Regions from separate parts of the Mus musculus genome. Here region 2 is linked to region 1. A link is a contact called in public Hi-C data. All regions are on one chromosome and are shown on one strand. Each heading gives the region's core, a stretch centred on a gene start, on an enhancer-like site or on the middle of the called end of the contact. The rest is flanking DNA. Distances are from core to core; before and after follow the strand shown.

Region 1 (6,041 bases), core at 929-3,428:
GGCTTTGTGTAGTCATTGTTGAATACCAAGATTGAGAAGCTCATTTCTTATGCTGGAAGAGACAGACATGCATAGAAAGAAACTGAGCTAAATGAAGAGAATATTTTCTGTGTAATTACTACATGCCAGAAACTGTACAGGTTTTTTCTTTTCAAAATGCCTTAACATGGGAAAGCACAGAGTGCTTGATTCTGCCAGGGAGAAGGGCCTTGCTCCCAAGCCATCTGACATGAACTCAGCCTGGAGAAATGAGTAGAGTCTGTAGGCAGAAAAAAGCACAGATCTCCGGTGCATTCTGGACAGGAGGAAGACAGCTTGAGCAACCGAGCAATGGTGTTAGATGATTTGATGTGTATGGGTCTTTGAGTGGCTCCGGGTGAAAGGAGTCTGAACTGCATTTGGGGTCAGGAGCTCTCCTTTCCAGCTGGAGCCTTTACAGTTGCTGTGGTGTCTTTGTATGCATTGTCTTAGTTGATCTGAGCAGCCTGCCATTCCCTTCTCAGCTAGAGCACTAATTACCTGTCAGCTAAAACTAGGAAGGCTTTGGACACACCTAGAAAGGGCTGGAAGGCATGTTAATCAAAGCCATTCTGAGAAAGTGATTAAAATTCCCAACGTGTTCTACAAGCCTTCTGCTTCTCCTGAATTTTCAATGCAATTATTATCTCGTTCTTTGGGAGCAGTCAGCTCTCCAGAGAGGCATCCTGAGAAGCCCTGACATTTCAGAATCAGAGCCGAGCTCCCAGCTGGCTGAGGGGCCTGACAGCTCCCTCTGAATTTCCAGCAGCGCCCTGGCGGCTGCCCTGTGGTAGCCTCTGTTTTGGACCTGGGTTTTCCAGCATTTCTCAGCTGGAACTCGCAGAACCACTGTTGTGGCACAAGCCCACAGTGGCTCTGAGTCCCCTAGCTACAGAAATTCTACAGCCAAGGAGGGTAGAATGCTCAGGAACAGATGTTCAAACATAACACTTTCCAAACGTCTGTGTGGATTTTATACCCCCCAGAGGCTTGTTAAGAATGCAGGTGGCTGACTGGAGTGCTGGCACACACCTTTAATCCCAACACTCAGGAGGCAGATTTCTGAGTTTGAGGCCAGCCTGGTCTACAAAGTGAGTTCCAGGACAGCCAGGGCTATACAGAAAAACCCTGTCAAAAAAGAAAAAAAGAATGCAGGTGGCCACTTCCCAATGTAAATCATCACATTCAGGGACTCTAAAGTCAGCTCCAAGATTCCACCCCCCTACCGCCCCCCCCCCAACACTTTTCTTTTGTGAAGAGGGAACAAGATAGGATTTCATTCTGTAACACAGACTTGTCTGGATTGCATCCTGTTTTCCAGACTACCTTAGCACTCAGGACAATCCTCCTGTCTTAGCTGGCATTATAGAGGTAAGCCTCCATGTCTGACTGAAAATCCACTTAAAAAAGAAAGAAAGAAAGAAAGAAAGAAAGAAAGAAAGAAAGAAAGAAAGAAAGAAAGAAAGAAAGAAAGAAAGAAAGAAAGGAAGGAAGGAAGGAAGGAAGGAAGGAAGGAAGGAAAAGAAAAGAAGAGAAAAGAAAAAAGAAATTCAATATTTTAAGAATAAAAACTAAGAATTTGGGTTTTAAAATCTCTGTGATCAGAGGATCCTCTCACAGAGACCGGAGCTCATCAGTTTCTGATGAGACATAAAAGTGAGGTTGAAGGGCCTGGATGAAACTCCAGAAAGCATCTTAAGACACATCAGTAGAGTGTGAGGCTACTCTTCCTGACTTTTGGGGGGATGACACACCCACAAAGACTCTACTCACTACCCTTTGCTAGCTCTGAAAACAATGCAGCCCCAAAGCAGGGCCATCCCCCCTCCTGCATGGTTCCAGGGTCACCCCCCTCTCCGCACCAGCCTCTCTAGCCCTGACTGGAATGCCTGAGCAGAGAAATGTTTGAAAACCACTTTCAGCCTGGCTAATGATGTAGTTCTTCAAAAAGTGTCACCAGGATGAAAAATAGCTCAAAATGGCAAGTCCCCCTTATTTCACCAGCACAGCCGGTAGGAAGTTCCTGCCAAGCAAGATCAAACTTCTTGGGAATGTTTTGAAAAGCTGATGGAAACAAGGGCCCCCATCACACTCTGCAGCGCTCCACCCCAGCTTGTGGAAAAGCTCGTTTGGAACAGCTCTAGTCAGTCTCAAAAACTCACACAATTGATGCCTCCTGCTGCACTGTCATTTCCACTGCAGACTGAGCTACATCCTCTTGTTTCTAAGGCAGAGTGGGAAAGGTTAGAGAAATATCCAGGCTTTCCCTAAAATAACTATAGCAGCTTAAAGGTGCTGTCCAGAAAGATGGCTCCAAAGGCATCCTCTGCCCATCCCTGCCAGAAGCCTGTGCTGGGCACGTTTAATTTCCTTCATGCATCCCCTGGCCCCTGTGCAGTGGTCCAGGTGTCCTCTGTCTGTGGGAAACTGCGCCATCTGTCAGGCATCTCTCTCTTGCTCCCTAGCCTTCCCTTTCACCTACACATCTTGATTAGCAGATGACAGTTCCGCTCTGATGTTTGTTTTGCCTTTGACGGATTTTCAGCTCAAAAAACAAGACAAGGGGTGCTTTAACCTCCACAGAACCAACAATGCTTTCTTTGGTTCCCCTTCCCAACCTTCCAAGGAAAGATACTGGTAGGTACTCAGAAAGAAAGGAAATAACAAGTAAGTAAGTTCATGTCTTCCTTGCCCTCTGTGATATAGAAAAACTATTCGTCCATTTCTCCAAGTATCACCACGTTGACACTGAGTGGCAGACAAAAATAGACAGGGGATTTATCCTGTAGCTCAAAGCAAATACTGAAGTCGGAAAGGAGGTTATTTTCTTGGAAATAAAACAGCAAATTGAAACATGCAACCATCTTTAATTCCCTAGTCTTCCCCTGTATCACCCCTTATGCCCAGTCAGAGTCTTCCTGGAACTTAGGTAAAGTCTCAAGAGAGAACATAAGATACAGAATTCAGAGATGAGAACAGCAGTGGGGACTATAAGTGGGAAGATACAGATCCATCTACAGAACACTCAGCCAAATAAATCACTTAGAGACTCAATACTCAGATCCATTGGCTTGATGAGTCAGTCACCCACAAAAAGAAAGTGCAATGCAGCAAGAGCCAGAACTGTGAGGCATCTTCACTCCCTACTCATCTCTCTCACATTTTGTATTCAACTCAACACTAATCTTATAGAGTCTGACTCCCAACGATCTGACAAACCCATCTGCTCTCAATCCTATGGGGTAGAGTTCCTCATACTGTTCGCTTTTGCCTAAGTGGATATAGTAATAGACCCCAAGATGGGCTATCTTCCCCATCCATTCTACTCCACACAAGCTCCTTGAAAGGACTTTTGAGAGAACAGGATTCATGTTATTCTCTGATAAACACCTTTCAAGCTGTGAATCTCTCTCCTTGCGTAGGACCTGCTTTTCCGTTCAAAGCCCAAGGCCATGTACGATCTGCTTTCTATATAGTTCTCCAGCTACAACTCTTATGACTCCTTGCCTCAAACAGTGGGCTCTAGAAAACTACACATCTCTTTTCAAAAGTAGACTTTTCATTTATGATCCACTGTGCATGTTTTAATAATCATCTGACATTTCCAATCACCCTTGATTCCTACTTGAACTTTAAATCTCAACTAAAATGTCACTTTAAACTTCCTCTCCTAACCCTCAAAGCACTACATCCTGGATTCTCCTCTTTGACCCCAGAAATGTATACATCCTACTTCTGGTTTGTATGGCCCAAGAATTCAGGAGCCATGACAACTAGGACAGTTATCTTGCCCTAGCCTTGGGTCAGAGAACAAAGGAGACTCATAGGTGTTATGGTTACTTGTTTTGGCTTAAGCAACACGAGATTTATTTTTCTCATACGTCATCAGATCAGAAGCCCAAGATCAAAGAATAAATCTTTCTCCTAAATCTTTGTCTTTGAACAGTTTCTCACCGTGTTCTTATGTGCCCTTTCCCCTGTATGTAAGAATCCCTGATGTCTTTCAATGTATTCAAATTTTATATTTTCAAAATTTTAATTGACAAAATCATTATACATATTCATAGCATGTGGTACAATACAATACAGCACAGATGATAGGATGCAGCAGTCAAATCAAAGTAATCAAAATATATCCTATCACTGCAGATATTTATCATTTCTTCAAGTTGGAAATATTCAAAAGTCTCCCTTCTAGCTATTGAATGTATTAGATTATTATTATTAATAGTTCCCATGCTGTACTCTATATACAAAACTAGAAGTTAATCTTCCCAACTAAGTTTACTGTTTTTTTAAGATAGGGGCTCATTGTGTATCCTTGGCTAACCTGGAACTCACTATGTAGACCAAACTAGCCTCAAACTCATAGGGATCCACATATGTCTGTCTTCCAAATGCTGATGTTAAAGTATATGACATCATACCTTGCATACGTGTGTGTGTGTATTATTATTATTATTACCCAACTTTCCTTTCTTTTTTTCTTTTTTTATTAGATATTTTCTTTATTTATATTTCAAATGCTATCCTGAAAGTTTCCTATACCCTCCCCCTTCCCTGCTCCCCTACCCACCCACTCGCACTTCTTGGCCCTGGCAGTCCCCTGTACTGGGGCATATAAAGTTTGCAAGACCAAGGGGCCTCTCTTCCCAATGATGGCTGACTAGGCCATCATCTGCAAAAAATGGACCATCCAGAGACTACCCCACCCAGGGTTCCATCCCATAATCAGCCACCAAACCCAGACACTATTGCTCATGCCAGCAAGATTTTGCTGAAAGGATCCTGATATAGCTGTCTCGTATGAGGCTATGCCAGTGCCTGGCAAATACAGAAGTGGATGCTCACAGTCATCTATTGGATGGAACATAGGACCCCCAATGGAGGAACTAGAGAAAGTACCCAAGGAGCTGAAGGGGTCTGCAACCCTGTAGGTGGAACAACAATATGAACTAATCAGTATCCCCAGAGCTCATGTCTCTAACACTTTCCTTTCTATCCCCTTCATATATCAACCTCTTTTAATCCAGTACTCTATCTGTATAATCTGTCTTCTATGATAATCAATTATATTTATTTCCATGTGTGAGTGAGAATCTATGGTATTTCTCTTCTCTACCTGATTCAATGAGGATTTTTGAAAATAAATGTTTGTGTTCTTCTTCTTTCCATACTTAATGCTTAAAACACTACAAATGTGGTATACTTTTGTCTTATAACCATGAAATCATTCTTCTTAGTTCATGAGATTAAGATGAAAGTAGTATCTATTCCTTCACCTTCCTTTAATTTCCAAACTACCTGTCATGGCTCTTTTGTGATGCATTTTAATTGAAATACCAAATTCCTTGAACTAAACCCAGTCCAATTAATTCAGTCTCCTGAAAGTAATATATAATATCCCAAAACTACAGCATTCTCGTCTACAGAACTTGCTTGGCTGTCAGTCAAGTGTTTTTCTGCTAAATCTTCTCTTGTCTTAAACTGTCTTAATCATGACTCAACATTTCACAGTTTTACAGCACATCTGCCAGCAATACTGTGAAATTCCATTAGGACTAAGTCATTTTGGGGCCCTTTCATAGCTCCACTACAGGAAATCAAATATATCTATAACAGGAAGATTTTTCATTAAATATTGAAAGAATAAATAAGAGGTACACCATATAACTTGGATCTGTTTATTTCTGTCTAGTGCTGGAGTCCACCACAATTGTCCTAAATGTAAGAGTAATCAAGGCAATAGCTAAAATATTGAAGAGCATATAAGATGAAAGAGCCTTAAAAGGCAAGGGATGAGGCTTATCTAGAATAAACGGTACTAGGCAACAGCAAGATGAGTGAGTCTGTTGTTTCTGTGAGTACCCATGGAAGAAAAGGCATGTCTATTACTGGAGTGGAATATTTCCTATCAGAGAAGCTCATTTAAAGGTTCTTAGTCTCCAAAGATCCCAGTAGAACAGATAAGACATGTTTGACTTATTTCAACATTGCCTTGACAGCTACTGAGCAATGAAAAG
Region 2 (5,925 bases), core at 2,260-4,759, 230 kb after region 1:
CAGAAGGCCAAGCCTAGATGGAAGTCTGAGAGGCCCCAGGATCTGATAAGGGAGTTCATTTTACATGGCTCAGTGTCCAATTGGTCAGATGGAGGCACTGGGCCTCTGGCCCTGCTCCAGGGCTGAGGGTGGTAAACGATCCAGAGGTCAGAGTGGAGAGCAAGGAGATCAGGTTCTCAGGCAAGGACAAAATGGCACCATGGCACTTGCCTGCTTGCTGCAGAGAAGAGAACAGAAGACCTCTCACCCAGGCAGCACCGGAAATAGCCATGATGTTGCCTGTAGGAAGACTGTGCTCTGAGAAGCTGGTAGGACTCCAAGGAACAGGGAACCAGGAGGCTAAGCAGGCAGGACTCGGGATTCTACCCTTCATTCATCTGCTTTAAATATTGGACTCTGTGGAAAGATTGCTCTAAATAAAAGATGAGGAGGAAGAGGATGACACGGATAAGGGCCCACCCTTCCTGGGTGTAAATGCCCTGTCTCTTGGATCTCAACTCCTTCCTCCATGGTCATCCAGCCTCAGGCTCAGTCAGATTGGGTAGTTGCCAGCATGCATTCCAGTTGGTGACCAGACCATACCATCAGTCTTGAATGAGTGGTAACCTGTGTAGGTACTACCCAACTGTCTTAGTTTTCTATTGCTGTGACAAAACACCATGACCAAGGCAACTCATAAAAGAAAGCATTTAACCATACTAATTGTTTCAGAGTGTTAAAGTCTATGATGGCAGAGAAGACAGGTGGCTACAGGAACAGCTGAGAGCATACACCTTGACCTCAAGGAGGAGAGAGCGAACACTTGAGGTGGTGGGAATCTTTTATAACCTCAAAGTCCCCTCAAGTGTCACACCTTCTCCAAAAAAGCCACACCTCCCAATCCTTCCCAAGTAGTTTCTCCATCTGAAGGACAAGTCTATGGGGGGGCATTCTTATTCAAAGCACCACACCAACTTATTCAAAGCCTATACACCCTTCCTTCCTATGCTCCACACTTGTGTCACAAGGGAATTCCTCTCTGGTCTTTAACTGCTTCACCCTCAAAGGGTCTCTTCTCCATGGAATGCCTTCTTCCCTGCACCCTTTTCTCAGTCTCCACCATCTTTGTTTTGATTCAGATGCCCCCTTGCAAAGATGCTCTCACTCAAGCAGAGTCAGTTCCTCCACCCCACAGCCACTAGCTGCCCTGCTTACAACTCCTTCAGCCCATGAGCATAGAGCTGGTGTCTTCAAGCCCGGATTCCCAATTCAGCTCTGATATCTCAAAACCTTGAGCAACTTTACTTCTCTAGTGACACAGTTTCCCCATTTGTATAACTGGAACAATACCAGAAATCACTTGGGTCGCTGTGGGATTGAATGAACTAACACAGGCAGGGCACCTGGCCCTGTACCTGATCTGTCATAAGTGCTTGAGAAATATTAACTGCTGTGTGTAGTGTTCAGTGAATGCTATGACCAGCTCCAGGCTATCTCCTGGGTATTTTCTCTGTGAATATGTTTGCACATGAAATTCAAACATATTCATGTTTCACTTTTCTCAATTGATTCTTCTAAGAATAGAAATGTAAAGAACAAATAAGATATGAGAAAGGTGAGGCTTTCTCCACCCATAGAAAGTCTACTCCTCATGGGGCCTCTATTCTCTCCTATTATTCAGCTGTGATTCTAACAGTTCTTGACCAAGGTGAGCAGCATCCTTTGAGATCATCGATGACATGATGCATATCTCCCAGTAGAAAACTGACCGGTTCTGTTGGAGTCTGTTGGAGCACCCTCTGGACCATAAGCACCTTGAAAGGAGCTCGTGTTTGGGCTCTTTGTCACTCAAGCATCCAGCAGAGTTTCTGCATCCAATAATGAACGTGATGGTTTATCTTAGTTATCAACTTGACTGGACCAAGAAGCACACTTCTAAGTATGTCTGCGAGGATGCTGCCACAAACACTGGGCATGTAGGTCAGAGAACACAGATGCAAGCTGCCACTCTGAAAGTGAGTGGCACTGTCTTGTAGGCTGGAGGCAGAAAGCAGAGCTCACAAGCAAAAAAAATGCCCACCTGATCCTTCTTGAGTGGGTGTGTCAGTTGTGATGTCACTTGTAGCCATCAGTCTCCGAATGCTTCAGCTTTTGTAGACAGACTTGTACCAGTGATGCTCCCGAGGGGTCCAAGCCATAAATCTGGGACTGAGGCTGTAGCATATCTCCTGCTATATGGCTTCTAGATTCTTGGAACAGCTACTGCTTTCCCCAGTTCTCCAGTCTATAGGCAACCATGGTGGGACCATTCAACCTCTGATTGTACAAGTCAATCTGGTGAAGTCTCTCTTAAAGTTAATAAAGCCCCTCCTTTTATATTTACATCCAATTTGTTCTGTTCCTCTGGAGAACTTTAGCCAATACAGCCAGCTGGAATACATGAAGCTGTAACAAGTTATTAAGTTGCCACCATCACTAACCCTTCCCCCATCCCTAGTAGACCAAGATCTGAAGGAATTTTTGGGACTCAGCAACTGAGTCCCATCCAGACTCCTACATTCAAAGAGGAGACCCAGCATCCTCAGTGAGCCACTCCTTGGTCTGACTAGGACTGAGAAAAGAAAAGGGTAGTTGGTCCCAAATATCACATGCAAAGTCTGGCAGGAGGCCTGGGTTAGAGGCAGGAGGAGAGTGTGAAGTGTGTGTTCTCAGCCTCTCGATGACACCACAATGCCACCAACAGCAGCTGGGCTCTCTGTTTCTGAGCTCTGGTGTTCATATCTCACCCAGGTCCTTGGTGCTGGGCAAGTTGGACAAGGCTTTTTCTCTGTCACCAGCAGTGCATGGATGCCTTCCTGGAGGTCAAAGTCAATGACTGGCAGCTAAGCCTTGCTTTATCCTACAGACCGAAGAAAGCTGATTTTTACCTGTGGTCATCTACAAAGCAGACTGACAATTCACTGGCATGTGAGCCTGACAACCTGCGTTCAATCCAAGGAGCCCACATTGGAAGGAGAGAACCTACTTCTGAAAGTTAGCCACTGATTTTCATATGCTTGCCATGGCATGCGTGTGCACATGCACACACACAAACATGTGCACGAATGCTCGTGCACTCACATGCACATGTCATACAAATAATAACACATAATAACAACTCGGATACTCCCTAAACCCACTTGTGGCAAGGTCTTCTGGCCTCTAGCACTCATGTGGAGATACCCAGTCCCCACTGCTCAACTCCATTACCCACATGTCACACTGGCTTTAGAAAGTATCTCAAGTTAGTGACTAACTAAGCTTCCTGGTCAGTAAGTGACCTGTGTGCCTTCAGCAATGAAGCTGCCAGTTGTCCTTACCCCAGCTCACCCTGTCCCCTGTCCCCAGGCATTCTGCACCCTGCCACCCAACAGAGCTGGATATTCTCTCTGAATCTTCCTCCATGGGCAGAGAGAGGCAGAGAGATCCTGTTTCACCCAGGGATAGGATTTCTGAATCCCAAGTATCTGCTGACCAGGATCCTCCCTGCCAGTCTTCCTGTGGACCTTGAGACCAGCACATCCCATCTGCTATGGCCAGCTGACCCCAGCAGAGCTGCGGAGGCCCACTGGGTCCGAGACACCACTCCTGCTGGTGAGTGCTAACCCATGCTGTCTTCACTGGGCCCACTCTTCAGTTTCTTCCATCCCAGGCTCCCAGTGGCATTCTCCTAGAGGACTGGAGGCATTCTGGGAAAATTCAATTGCACGCATGGCAACAAGTGTCAGCCAGCCAAGCTGGCTCCCTTCCCAGCATGCTCTTAGGAAGCTGCAGTCTTCTTATGGTCTGCTTTCCCAGCTGTTTAGCTTGAGGTATTCCAAGAACACCAGCTTCAGTCTGGGTTTTGACCTTCAACATGAAGAAAGCATAGCTGTCCACTACATCCTCACACTCCAGAGATTATGGAGTCCTACCAGGACTTAAGGACCCCCCACACACAGAGTACCCTCCATGACCTCCATGCTCAGTGTCCACATAAAGTCAACAGGAGAGCAAGCCTTGGGAAGCTAGAGGCAGGAAGACACTAGCTTTAGTGTGTTCTGTCAGACGTATAACAAACCCTTCCACCCACCCCACTTTCATAAGCCCACTCCACTCCCATAGGCAGATGCCTACGATTCTACTATCAGGGCTTTGTTTCCTAAATGATGCTTTTCTGTCGCAAACAATGAATTATTCAACAAATATTTTCTTTCCGTGGTTCTTCTGTGTTCAATATAGCATATTGTTCTAAGGCCTGGGGTTAGGCAAGGATATGAATCTTTGTCCTGGATCTCTCTGTAAACATTGTTATCATGCCTGCTTTCCTGATTAGGGGATTTAAAAGCAAAGAAATGAAGGAACTCTTTCAAGGTCACATAGCTTCAGAAATCCTGCAAACAGCTAGCTATGGTGGCACACACCTGTAATTCTAACACAAGAAAGATGAACCAAGGACATCATGAGCTCCAGGCCAGCCTGGACTACGTAGAGGAAAATTTGTCTTTAAAAAACAAAAACAAAGAAGAGGAGGGGGAAAGAGAGGAGGAGGAGGAGGAGGAGGAAGAGGAGGAGGAGGAGGAGGAAGAGGAGGAGGAGGAGGAGGAGAAGAAGGAGAAGGAGGAGGAGAAGGAAGAGAAACAGTTTTGAAACAGGGCTGTTAGGAAGTTTGTAGGTACTTACAAAAAAGAGAGGGTGGCATATGGCATCTTGTATCCAGTGTCAACATAAGGGCACAGGTCTTGGTGGCCTGGCCCTAGGCTACCTCCACAGGGAAAGGGAAGCAATGCAGAATGTGTAGGGAGTGACTGCTGCCAGCTGGAACCAGAGCCAAGCTCATTGCTCCCCTCTATCCCCTGATAGATGTCACATGTGTTCACATAGCTGGAATTGGTCCCAGGTCCCACCACAACATAGGAGACAGAGGCACACGGAGGATGCTGGCTAGACTAGGAGTAATGGGAGTCCCCTGGAGACCTCTAGCTGGGATGCCTGGGTCCATTCTAGCCTGGGTCCATTCTAGCTGGAAGGAGGAATTCCCTGGGGCCTGCATAGGGGGGACAGAAAGGATCAAGAAGTCCACAACAGACACCTAGATGAGAGGGAATGTCTGAACAGAGATCATGGTAAGACAGGGGGCAGGGAGGATCAGGCAGACAGAGGACATCATGGATGAATTAACTTAAGATCTCCCCCTACCCCTTCCTTCCTTTATCCTCCTATGCGGCCCTTGCTTAGCCATGTGGTCACAAACATGGGAGCAGAGGCAGCCAGCAAACTCTAGCTTATGTGGCCCTGAACAGGTTGCTTCCTCTTTGTGATTCTTCTTCTCTACGATGCAGAGGCTACGCACATGTGGAATCTTAGGAAAACTCTAGGTACTATGACAAGGACTACGTAAAAGTTGGTTGTGATGTATGTCGGCGGCTGGACTTTGGAGATGACAGAGCAAGATGGCTGGGGAGAAGGAGGCCTTTACAGAGCAGTGAAAGAAAGACTAGAGCATGCCTTAGGATAAGGGAAAGTCAGAGTGAGCTCAGGCTAGAATGGGAGCAACGGTCAGCCCTAACAGTATTCTCAAAACCAAGCCAACAACTGGGAGAGGGGCACACACCTGTGACCTCATAACTCAGGACGCAAAAGCAGGAGGATTTCGTGTTTAAGTTCAACCTGGGCCACATAGCAAGACCCTGTGTCAAGATGATGGTGATAACGATGATAACAGCAATGATGATAAGGATTTTGTAAATATAGGCCAAGGCGCCAAGTCCAGCCTCCGACATACATCACAACCAACTTCTACATAGTCCTTGTCATAGTACCTAGAGTTTTCCTAAGGTTCCACATGGAGTTTTCCTAGATGTCCGTAGCCTCTGCATTGTAGAGAAGAAGAATCACAAAGAGGAAGCAACCTGCTCAGGGCCACAG

The links. A called contact is a pair of places that touch in the nucleus more often than the background predicts.
Region 2: a contact with region 1 is called in a Hi-C map of cerebral cortex, with 2.6 times the contacts expected there. The contact joins the promoter of Kcna10 here to the enhancer-like site in region 1. A contact is called at or near these places in 11 of 39 promoter capture datasets (the C10 cell line, the HPC-7 cell line, HPC-7-derived erythroid cells and 6 more), 1 of 15 datasets of contacts at CTCF or cohesin (large pre-B cells), 27 of 484 Hi-C or Micro-C datasets (B cells, the Ba/F3 cell line, CD4 T cells and 18 more), 6 of 115 datasets of contacts at active chromatin or transcription factors (CD8 T cells, T-cell acute lymphoblastic leukemia, astrocytes and 3 more) and 3 of 9 other capture datasets (adipose tissue, liver and macrophages).

What each region holds. Positions count from the first base shown.
Region 1 is chr3:106,955,268-106,961,308 of GRCm38.p6, forward strand. The region is part of intron 1 of Gm27008 (a long non-coding RNA gene); the gene reads right to left. Among named protein-coding and RNA genes, the nearest start is that of Gm27008, 23 kb to the right of the region's middle. Within about 2 kb of position 2,179, at least 26 of the 459 cell types and tissues checked have an H3K27ac peak or open chromatin away from gene starts, as enhancers often do. A contact at or near this core is called in brain, cerebral cortex, cortical neurons and 1 more, where this site is marked.
Region 2 is chr3:107,179,634-107,185,558 of GRCm38.p6, forward strand. It overlaps Kcna10 (potassium voltage-gated channel, shaker-related subfamily, member 10), which reads left to right and starts at 3,510. Exons shown (of 2, transcript NM_001081140.1): 1 at 3,510-3,612.